Linked DNA regions of Oryctolagus cuniculus: region 1 is linked to region 2. The links are chromatin contacts, called in public Micro-C maps. All regions are on one chromosome and are shown on one strand. Each heading gives the region's core, a stretch centred on a gene start, on an enhancer-like site or on the middle of the called end of the contact. The rest is flanking DNA. Distances are from core to core; before and after follow the strand shown. Region 1 overlaps FAM178B (family with sequence similarity 178 member B). Region 2 holds the start of COX5B (cytochrome c oxidase subunit 5B).

Region 1 (4,460 bases), core at 1,843-4,342, 55 kb after region 2:
CCCAATAAAAATGTGCCAGTATTCTACGTTAATCAAAAAATGTGAGTGATAAAATATTTTTAAAAAGGAGAAAAAACAACAAACTTGAAATTACTTTTTTCATTTCCTGGACTCCATATTAATTCTCAATGGGACATTATCTAGAAAGAGAAATATTAATAGTCAGAAAACATACAGAGAGTGGAGAAATCCACCCCAAAGACAGTCTCTCTGGGTGGAGTTGGGAAGGTGACCAAGCCCAGCCAACCCCTCTAAAATGACTTGCAGAGCACCTGTGCCCATCACGAGCAGAGCCAGCGTTGTGGTGCAGCATGTCAAGCTGCTATGTGCGACGCTGGCATCCCCTATCAGAGTACTGGTTCTAGTCCCGGCTGCTCTGCTTCCAGTCCGGCTCCCTGCTTAGCAGTGCGCCTGGAAAGGCAGTGGATGATGGCCCAAGTACTTGGCTCCCTGTCACCCACATGGAGACCAGAATGGAATTCCAAGCCCCTGGCTTTGGCCTGGCCCAGCCCCAGCCATTGTGGCCATTCGGGGAGTGAACCAGTGTATGGAAGATCTCTGTTTATCCCTCTCTTTGTGTTACTCTACCTTTTAAATAAATAAAATAAATCTCAAACCCACACACACGACTACTTCAACTCATTTTATGGAGACCTGGGATAGACCAAGCTGTCCTACAAAGGCAATGCTGCACCTAAAGCAGGCCTCCTCCCAGGCCGGCGGTCTGACTGCCCAGGCCAGCCAGAGTGGACACACCACAGGTCACAGGCCCATGGTCAGCCCGAGCGCCATTCCTCTGACTCGGGGACAGCAGCTGCTCTCGGTTTCTGAGAGTCCTTTACGGAATCCTTGTTGACTGTTCCCTTCCCAGAATTTCCTAGTCCTGGGAAATTATTTTCTGTTATTTTCCCATCTTCTCAGGTGTCCCCTCTGTGTTGGAAAAAGCCACGACAGACAGAAACTCAGTGTGTAAGCAGATACTGTGACGCTAGCACGGCTGCACGGTAATCCCGTCTGCCCCTCAGGTCAGGGCCTGCAGTCAAGGCACCACGACCCTCTACTCACCCTTAGTAAATGCCTCAGTTTCCCTCTCCATCAAAGTGTGCCACACAGAAGTATACTTAAAACACTGTGAGAGGCCAACGCTGTGGCGCAGTGGGTAAAGCTGTTGCCTGCAGTGCTGGCATCCCATATGGGCACTGGTTTGAGTCCCGGCTGCTCCACTTCCGATCCAGCTCTCTGCTATGGCCTGAAAAAGCAGTAGAAGATGGCCCAAGTCCTTGGGCCCTTGCACCCATGTGGGAGACCTGGAAGAAGCTCCTGGCTCCTGGCTTCGGATCAGTCCAGCTCCGGCCGTTGCGACCATCTGGGGAATGAACCAGCAGATGGAAGACTCTCTCTCTCTCTCTCTCTCTCTCTTTCTCTCTCCCTCCCTCCCTCCCTCTCTCTTTATAACTCTGCCTTTCAAACAAATAAATAAATCTAAAAAAAAAAAAAGCCACTGTGAGGGAGGCTGGCAATGGATTAAGCTGCCACCTGCAATGCTGCCATCTCATATGGGTCTGGTTCAAGTCCTGGCAGCTCTACTTCTGATGCAGCTCCCTGCTAATGATCCTAGGAAAGCAACAGAAAATGACCCAAGTGTTTGGGCTCCTGTCATCCATGTGGGAGACCCAGATGGAGTTCCAGGCTCCTGGCTTCAACTGGCCCAGCCCTGGGCCATTGCAGCCATTTGAGGAGTGAACCAGCGGATGGAGGATCAATCTCATTGTCGCTCTCACTCTCTGTAACTCTGCCTTTCAAACAAATGCATAAATCTTTTAAAAAGGGTTGGGGGGGGGGACCAGGAATGTTCCTGGAAAGCCCTTGTGACAAGCAGGCAAGTTTGATGAGGGCACCTCGTGTCGAGGACTGGAAAAGCCTATTAGCTCTTGGAGCGGCTGCGACGTGACCATCTCCCATGGACCTCCCTTAACCTCGCTGCCTGTCCCCCAGCTCCTCGCAGGCCCAGCAGCTCTCCTTCCTGCACCACGGCCTCCTGAGCAACCTCTACCTGCACAGGACCAGCTGCCCGGTGCCCCTTCTGCAGTGGCTGTTCCAGGTGAGGACCAGACCAGCCGCTAGGTGGCGGGAGTGCAGCAGCCTCCTAGCTGGGGCCAGCCTGCAGGCGGGAGGAGCTGGGCTGGGCATTAACCTTGTCCTGCCAAGTCTGGGGCTGAGGGCAGAGGAGGGAGGAAAGCTGATGGGGAGTTAATCCTCACGGGGACCCAGGTGTGGCCTCAGCCTCTGCCTCCCACTCGGTGTGCACCTCTCCGGGTGTTGCCTGTGCCACCCAGAAGCCTAGCTTAGCTTTCCGGAGGGGCCTGGCGCTCCCAGTGGACTTGAAGTCCAACCCCTCAGTGTGTGGATCCATGCTTCCCCAACGAGGGCTCCTGTTGTGTCAAAAATCTCTTCCCCGGCCACCAAGGTCCCCTAGCTGATAGGCAGCCCCCTGGGGCAGGGGGGTGCCCACAGATTTAAAGCCGAGGGTGCTGGTGGGTCGGAGGGCTTGCTTCCTGTCTGCTGTTAGTCGGCCAGAGAAACCTGCAGCTGCGGTCTCTTCCCTCCTGGTTGTCTTTGGAACATTTTGCCTTGGGGGAACATCCACCCTGCCTGGGGCTTGCAACTTTTGGAGAGACAGAGACAGTAAAAACCCAGCAGGGACGGGCCCAGGAACCAACTGCTACAATCTGAATGCCTGGCATGAGGATGCCTGCCTGGCCTGGGCCCCCTCCCAGGGCCCCTGGGGATGGGCTGGTCACAAGTTCCAGCTCGTCCTGTTGCTGCCAGTTGGAGCCTGGACCCCAGCTGTAAATCACAGCCACTGTGCAGGGCGGGTTCAAGGAAGTCCTCCCCCTCGGCAGGCTGGCCACACTCCAGGCAGAGCCCTCCAGCTCCTTCTGCTTCCCCCCACCCCCAGCCCCCAGCCCTGGGGCCGCCTTCGTGCGCTGGTCTGCTGCAGAGGAGAAAGACCCCAGGCTCCTGGGGCCCTGGTGTGGCCCTTGCTCTCGTGTCCCTCTCCCCCCACGGCCTGGTGGGAGTGGATGGGGAGGAACAGGGAACAGTGTGTCCATTATTCTCAGCCCAGCCAGGACAGCTTCTCTCTGCTCCTTGCACAGCAGATGACGAAGCACACAATTAGGCATTGGGAGACACAAAGAGCCCAACTGAGAGGGCGCCCACAGAGGGGCCTTGTGTGACCCTGACACGGCGTGGAGTGCCCTTCCTCTTGGGGGGATCAGTCTCCATGAGGTCCTGGGACCCCAGAGCCTCCCCCAAGACAAGGTCAAGCTTGGTCACCTGTGGGTGTGTTCCTTAGCATCTGCCCTGTGCTCCGATGGCCCCATGTGCAAGTGAAGTGCGTAACCCTCGCAGACCGCCCTGGCCACTGCTCGGCCCAGGGCCTGGCATTGTCAGCGGGTGGAGGCCCCGGTTCACGCTCCATCCCCCACCACGGCGGAAGCCAGGTTGGCAAGAGGGGTGCCCTTGGCTTTGGGAGACCTCTGGGCAGTATGCTCCGCGCACTTCAGAAGCTTATATAGTTAGTGAGGACTCTGGCTGCAAGAGGTAGAAATCCAAGAAGGGCCCCCCTGCAGCCTCCTGGGGAGGAGAGCAAGAACGGTCCTGGGGATCCCAGGACAGGGATGTGGGTGGCTCTCGGGTGGAGCTGGAACCAGGATGGGGAAGCATCAGGAAGCTGGACCAGCCTCCGCTTCTCTCTCCTCCCCGGGGGGCTCCCTGGCCAAGCAAGACCAGGCTGTGTCCACAAATCTGAGTCCCCAGGAAGGACAATATAGTTTTCCTGAGAGGATTAAATGGTCCCCTGGTCCAGTCAAGGCAGCTGGGTGAGCGGGGCTGCAGGAGCCTACACGGACACCTGGGGTCCATCCTGGGAGCTGGGGGTGGTGAGTCAGAGCTCTCCAGCTCTGCTCAGTCCACTGCGTTCTTGGAGAGGCCATGCTGAGTTCCCCTGGGGTCTTGGTCCTGCTGCCCCCGCCCCCCAGAGGCTTCAGCCGATGTTCTCTCGGGGAACAGGCTTCAGCCACAGTGCTCTTGACTTCCGTGGGCTTGTCCACCTCGTGTGGACCTTCCAGGTGAGCCTCACCAGGGAGGATGGGCACGAGCAGGTAGCGTATATCCTCAGTGAGTTTCTAGAGAGTCGAGTGTTCGGCTGTAGAAGTTACAAGAAGTCACAGAGGAATGGACCCCGAGGCAGTGGCTTCCCTGCGAGTGCCCCAGCTGTGACGGGGAGGGCAGTAGATCCAGCAGAGGGAGGGGCTGTGCAGCAGGAGGGGTCCCCGACAGTCCTGAGGGGCTCTGCAATCCGGTGACCCTTTCGGGTAGCCTGAGTTGAAGTGAGGGCTCCAGGCCCTCAGACCCCAGCATCAGCCTGTCACCAGACACAGGCTGCACTTGGAGAG
Region 2 (4,378 bases), core at 1,283-3,782:
ACCTACTATCCGCTAGGCTCTTATGTAATTTCTCAACACCTCACAAGACATCTGTTTTTCTGTAGATGTAACCAATCCTCAAAGGCGTGTCCAGAGTGACAGTCAACGGTGGAGCCTGATTCCACAGCCTGTCTTTTCCCCTGCACTAGGTGCTCCCAAGCACTGCATTCCGGGTTGTTAATCTACTTAATCTAAGCAGTGCACACTGGTTGTAGACTGTGAGTAGCAAGCTGGTATTAACAGAGAGCTATTCCCAATGTAAGAATCACCCACCCAAAAATATATGGGGGCCAGCACTGTGGCATAGCAGGTAAAGCCGCTGCCTGCAGTGCCAGCATCCCATATGGGCACCGGTTCAACTCCTGGCTGCTCCACTTCCGATCCAGCTCTCTGCTGTGGCCTGGGAAAGCAGTGGAAGATGGCCCAAGTCCTTGGGGTTTCCCACATGGGAGACCTGGAAGAAGCTCCTGGCTTCGGATCAGCACAGCTCTGGCCGCTGCAGACATCTGGGGAGTGAACCAGCGGATTGAAGACCTCTCTCTGCCTCTCTTTAACTCTGCCTTTCAAAGAAAAATAATAAATCTTACAAAAAAAAAAAAAGGAAAAGAAAACAAAGAAGTAAAGCCAGTCACCTACGGGAGGAGGAGCCAATACAATGGCTAATCTTTATTGGGAAGAAGAAACCTCACAGCACATTCTGATTAAGTTAGCGCAGGGGCTCAGTGGGCCAACTGGTGAGGCACCAGCTTATAATGGGTTCCACAGTTAGGGCATCGCTGGGTCTCGCCTTTGTGCAGCCAGAACCAGATGACAGCACTGTTGTCCTCTTCACCTGAAAGGACAAAAGGAGTTTGAAAGTCATCCGGTCTAAGAAGAGAGACTTTCAACATTGACCTTTTTTACCCAGACACCTCGGAGACAGAAATAAAACTGTGGCTGACATCTGAGGACATCAGTTCAAACTCTCCTCCCTACTCTCCAGATGAAGAACTGAGGCCCTGCATCTACCTGCACATATACCGACCTTACAGCAAGGTCACTGTAAGTTCTAGCAATACCCTTGCCTACACAGACTTCCAAACGGGGTCCACTCTGGTGTGCATCCCTGGGGCCTAAAACATTGCCCAAGATTTGTGAATGAAAATTCCATCTTCATCATGCACTTCCAGCCAGCCAGTCTTGCTGCTTGTTCCACACCTCTTTCCAGTAAGGATGACCTACTGCGTGAGAGCCAGGACTCTGGGAACAACTTAGTTATACACACATCCTCTTTACATTCATAGAGTTGCACACACACACACGAGATGTGAAGCAGCTTATAGCCGTCCCAAACAGAATATACTACTTAAATAGTTAAGAAAACGTGTCAGGGACTTACAGATGCAGCCCACTATTCGCTTGTTGGTGATGGAAGGGACTAAATTAGGGTCCTCCTTGGTGCCTGAAGCTGCCTTTGGGGGTAGCATATTGTATGGGTCCTGGAAAAAAAAAAAAAAAAGAATTACTCCACTATGCCATAAGACTTCTACCCTCCCGGAGCTGAGGCCTGCTCCCACAAGCCAGGCTGCCTGGATCAAATGCACGGAGAGGACTGGCGACTCCCCCGATTCCATCCCAGACCCATGAGCACCACAGAAGACACAGAAGGGAGCCCCTCCTCACCAGTCCCTTCCGCGCGGCCATCATGACCTCCCTCTCCAGCCCGGTGGCCTGTTCCTCATCGGTCGGGACACCACCTAAAGGAAGACACGTGCATTATGTCCTTTAGCGACCCAGACAGGAAAAGGCACGCTGCAAATGATCAAGACGGAAAACGCCACACACGAGCTCCTGTCTATGTTTTACTGGGCTCACGGGCTCCTAAAGGCTGCAGATACCCAGGATCCTCTAGGGACGAGCCCCAAAAGACCAGCACCAGCGGAAGCTTTGCTCTCTCCACACCTCCAACCACCAAAACCGATTTTTCGACATTTTTCTAAAAGCTGGTCAACCAGAGTCCACTCGGCTCAGAGTGGGCGCGGGTTTGAAGGGCAGCCCGGTCCCGCTCCATCCCGTTTGCAATCCCTGCCCTCCAAGGTCATCCGGCACCTCTGCTGAGGAGTCTTACTCTGCGGGGTCAGCTCGGTGGGCGGCAGTAGCGGAAGCCCGAAATGACAGGGCGACGCCCGCAGAGCTTGATGCACTCGGGGCCGAGAGGTGGCCACTGGGGCCCAGAGGGGCTGCAGAGCCCGACCCGCTTTCCTGCCCCAGCCCCAACCACCCCGGGAGAGCAACGACACCGGTCCCTTGCGCCGCGTACCTCCAGAAGCCATGGAGCGCACGGCAGCCGCTCCATTGGGTCCGCGGGCCCTCAGGGCCTGAGCAGCCAGCGCTCCAGCTCCGCGAAGTAACCTTGAAGCCATCACGCCCGCGACAAACAGCGCCACTTCCGGGAACAAGCTCTAGAGATGGGCGGGACTTCCGGGGGCGGGCTTCTTTCTCCTCCTGGTTAGTCTTCCGCTTCCTACCAGCTCCCGAGTCCACGTGACGGTTTCGTGGGGGAGATTGCGCATGCCCAGCACTGCAAAGACGCGGGTTCGGGCCCCGTCAATGGCGGGTCTTTAGGTTTGGTTTTTGGTAACCCTGGGGTTTGGACAATTCAGTGACCCAGCCGAATGGGAGTTGCTGTGCGTCTTACCTGATGGTTGGGTCACTGAGGAGGCTGCGGACGGAAGTCTTTAAGTCAGCGTCTGTCAGGAGACTTGCGTTAGTACCAATTACTTATACAGGTGTACTATGTAGGGTAATGAGCCCCCTGGTGATGAGCAGGAGGCTAGAGCCAGAGGTGGCCGCTCCCAGGACCAAGGCCCTTTGATGATATGAGGTGAGGGAGTGACCCTTCCGCGGGTTATTAACTAAGGAAAAGATGAGGGGAGGAGAGGAGCAGGAAGGGGAAGTGATAATGGGAAGTGGAGTCGCAGAACGCACTGTGTGGCCAGAGTTCTGTTTAAAACCGACAACATCCTCCAATAACTCCCCGTTTACCTTCAGGCTTAGGGTGGGCATGGAGAGCCTTGGGAAACGCTTTCCTCCTTGTCGACTCCTCGCCGCTTGGTTCGCATCAAGTGTTAGCAAGTCTGCGGTTCCCTACCAGATGGAAAATCCCTTCAGAGTGGAAATGATACCGCATCATCGTGGAGTTACGTATCTTGCAGAGGCCTGGCATATATAGCATTTTTAGTACTTGGACGGAGGATACAGGATCGGTTTATAGGGCAATTTGAGGCAGGTTGGAGAGTGGAGGTCCCATACGGGTTATGATACTCAAAAGGACCTCCTCCTTCAGGGGAGCTCATGTGGTCTTCCTGGGTGCCCTTTCCACCAAGGGGAGAAAAATGGTCTCTATCCTGAGACCAGACTTGACTTGATCCTCTTCAAAGGTGGGTTTTGCTTTGAGTGTTGCCCCCTTCTTCCTACATCCACTGCAACTCCTCTAGATTACACAGAAGGGAAGTTATTTAAAACCAAGGAATGGTCCCCAAGGATCTATCGTTGATTTGTACCTGTGGTTTGGTGTTTGGTGAGAAAAAAAATCATTGGTCTGGAAAACAGCTGGCCCTACCAGGCAGCTCAGTCCGATTTTGTTTTGTTTTGTTTTCTCTTTTTGGCCACCTTGTCCTAATCAGTGAAACGATAATCAGATGAGGATACTGTTTTCCGAAGTACTCTATGGAATCCAAGGCTCAAGATGTGCGGTCAGAAAAAAGGAATTGGCCAAGATAGGACAGTCCTGCTTGTGAGGACCACCCTCTTGGACGTGCAAATCAACATGTTAAAGGCTCTGCAGCAAAGAACTCTGCTTCGCAGTTTCTTAAGCTGGACTTTTCCTGTCTTAGCCACAAAAGGCTTTCGTGGGGAGCACCTACTAACCTGCTCCTGAGCAGGCCGGTGGGACAGTCAGCTCTGATGTGTTAGGAGTCCCTGCTGCCTGACACAGATGGTTTGCTCCAAGCTAGAAGTTAGGAATTGAATTGGGGCTTGTTCCACACATAGTGAGCCCTCGTCCAGGGCTCCACTTCTCCCCGGGACTATTCAGATTGTGCGGGTGAGCTCTAAAATCAGATCCTCTCCCACCCCTGCTGCCTCCAGCGCCTGCCACCCTCACTCACACCCGTGCCCCTGAGGTTTCCTGGGGGAGCAGTTGGCCACTCCTGCTCCATCATTGGCTTTGCCTAAATGAACTTTTTTTTTTGCCTTTACAGGCTAATTTTTAGTTGCAAAAATAAATGCTTATTATACTAAGTCCACACAGACACAGTAAGGAAAAGGTTAAGAATTTGGTGTTTATCTTCTCTTCTCTGTGCCGGTTTCTCAACCTCAGCGTGACTGACACGTGTAG

The links. A called contact is a pair of places that touch in the nucleus more often than the background predicts.
Region 1: a Micro-C map of ear pinna shows a contact between it and region 2, with 3 times the contacts expected there. The contact joins the enhancer-like site here to the promoter of COX5B in region 2. A contact is called at or near these places in 2 of 6 Hi-C or Micro-C datasets (ear pinna and an unstated tissue).

Annotation. Positions count from the first base shown.
Region 1 is chr2:110,778,124-110,782,583 of mOryCun1.1, forward strand. It overlaps FAM178B (family with sequence similarity 178 member B), which reads left to right. Exons shown (of 17, transcript XM_051835736.2): 6 at 1,996-2,101. Among named protein-coding and RNA genes, the nearest start is that of FAM178B, 42 kb to the left of the region's middle. Within about 2 kb of position 3,093, at least 2 of the 8 cell types and tissues checked have an H3K27ac peak or open chromatin away from gene starts, as enhancers often do. A contact at or near this core is called in ear pinna, where this site is marked.
Region 2 is chr2:110,723,275-110,727,652 of mOryCun1.1, forward strand. It overlaps COX5B (cytochrome c oxidase subunit 5B), which reads right to left and starts at 2,533. Exons shown (of 4, transcript XM_002710006.5): 1 at 2,300-2,533; 2 at 1,663-1,736; 3 at 1,379-1,478; 4 at 634-832. The coding sequence starts at 2,402. The coding sequence ends at 720.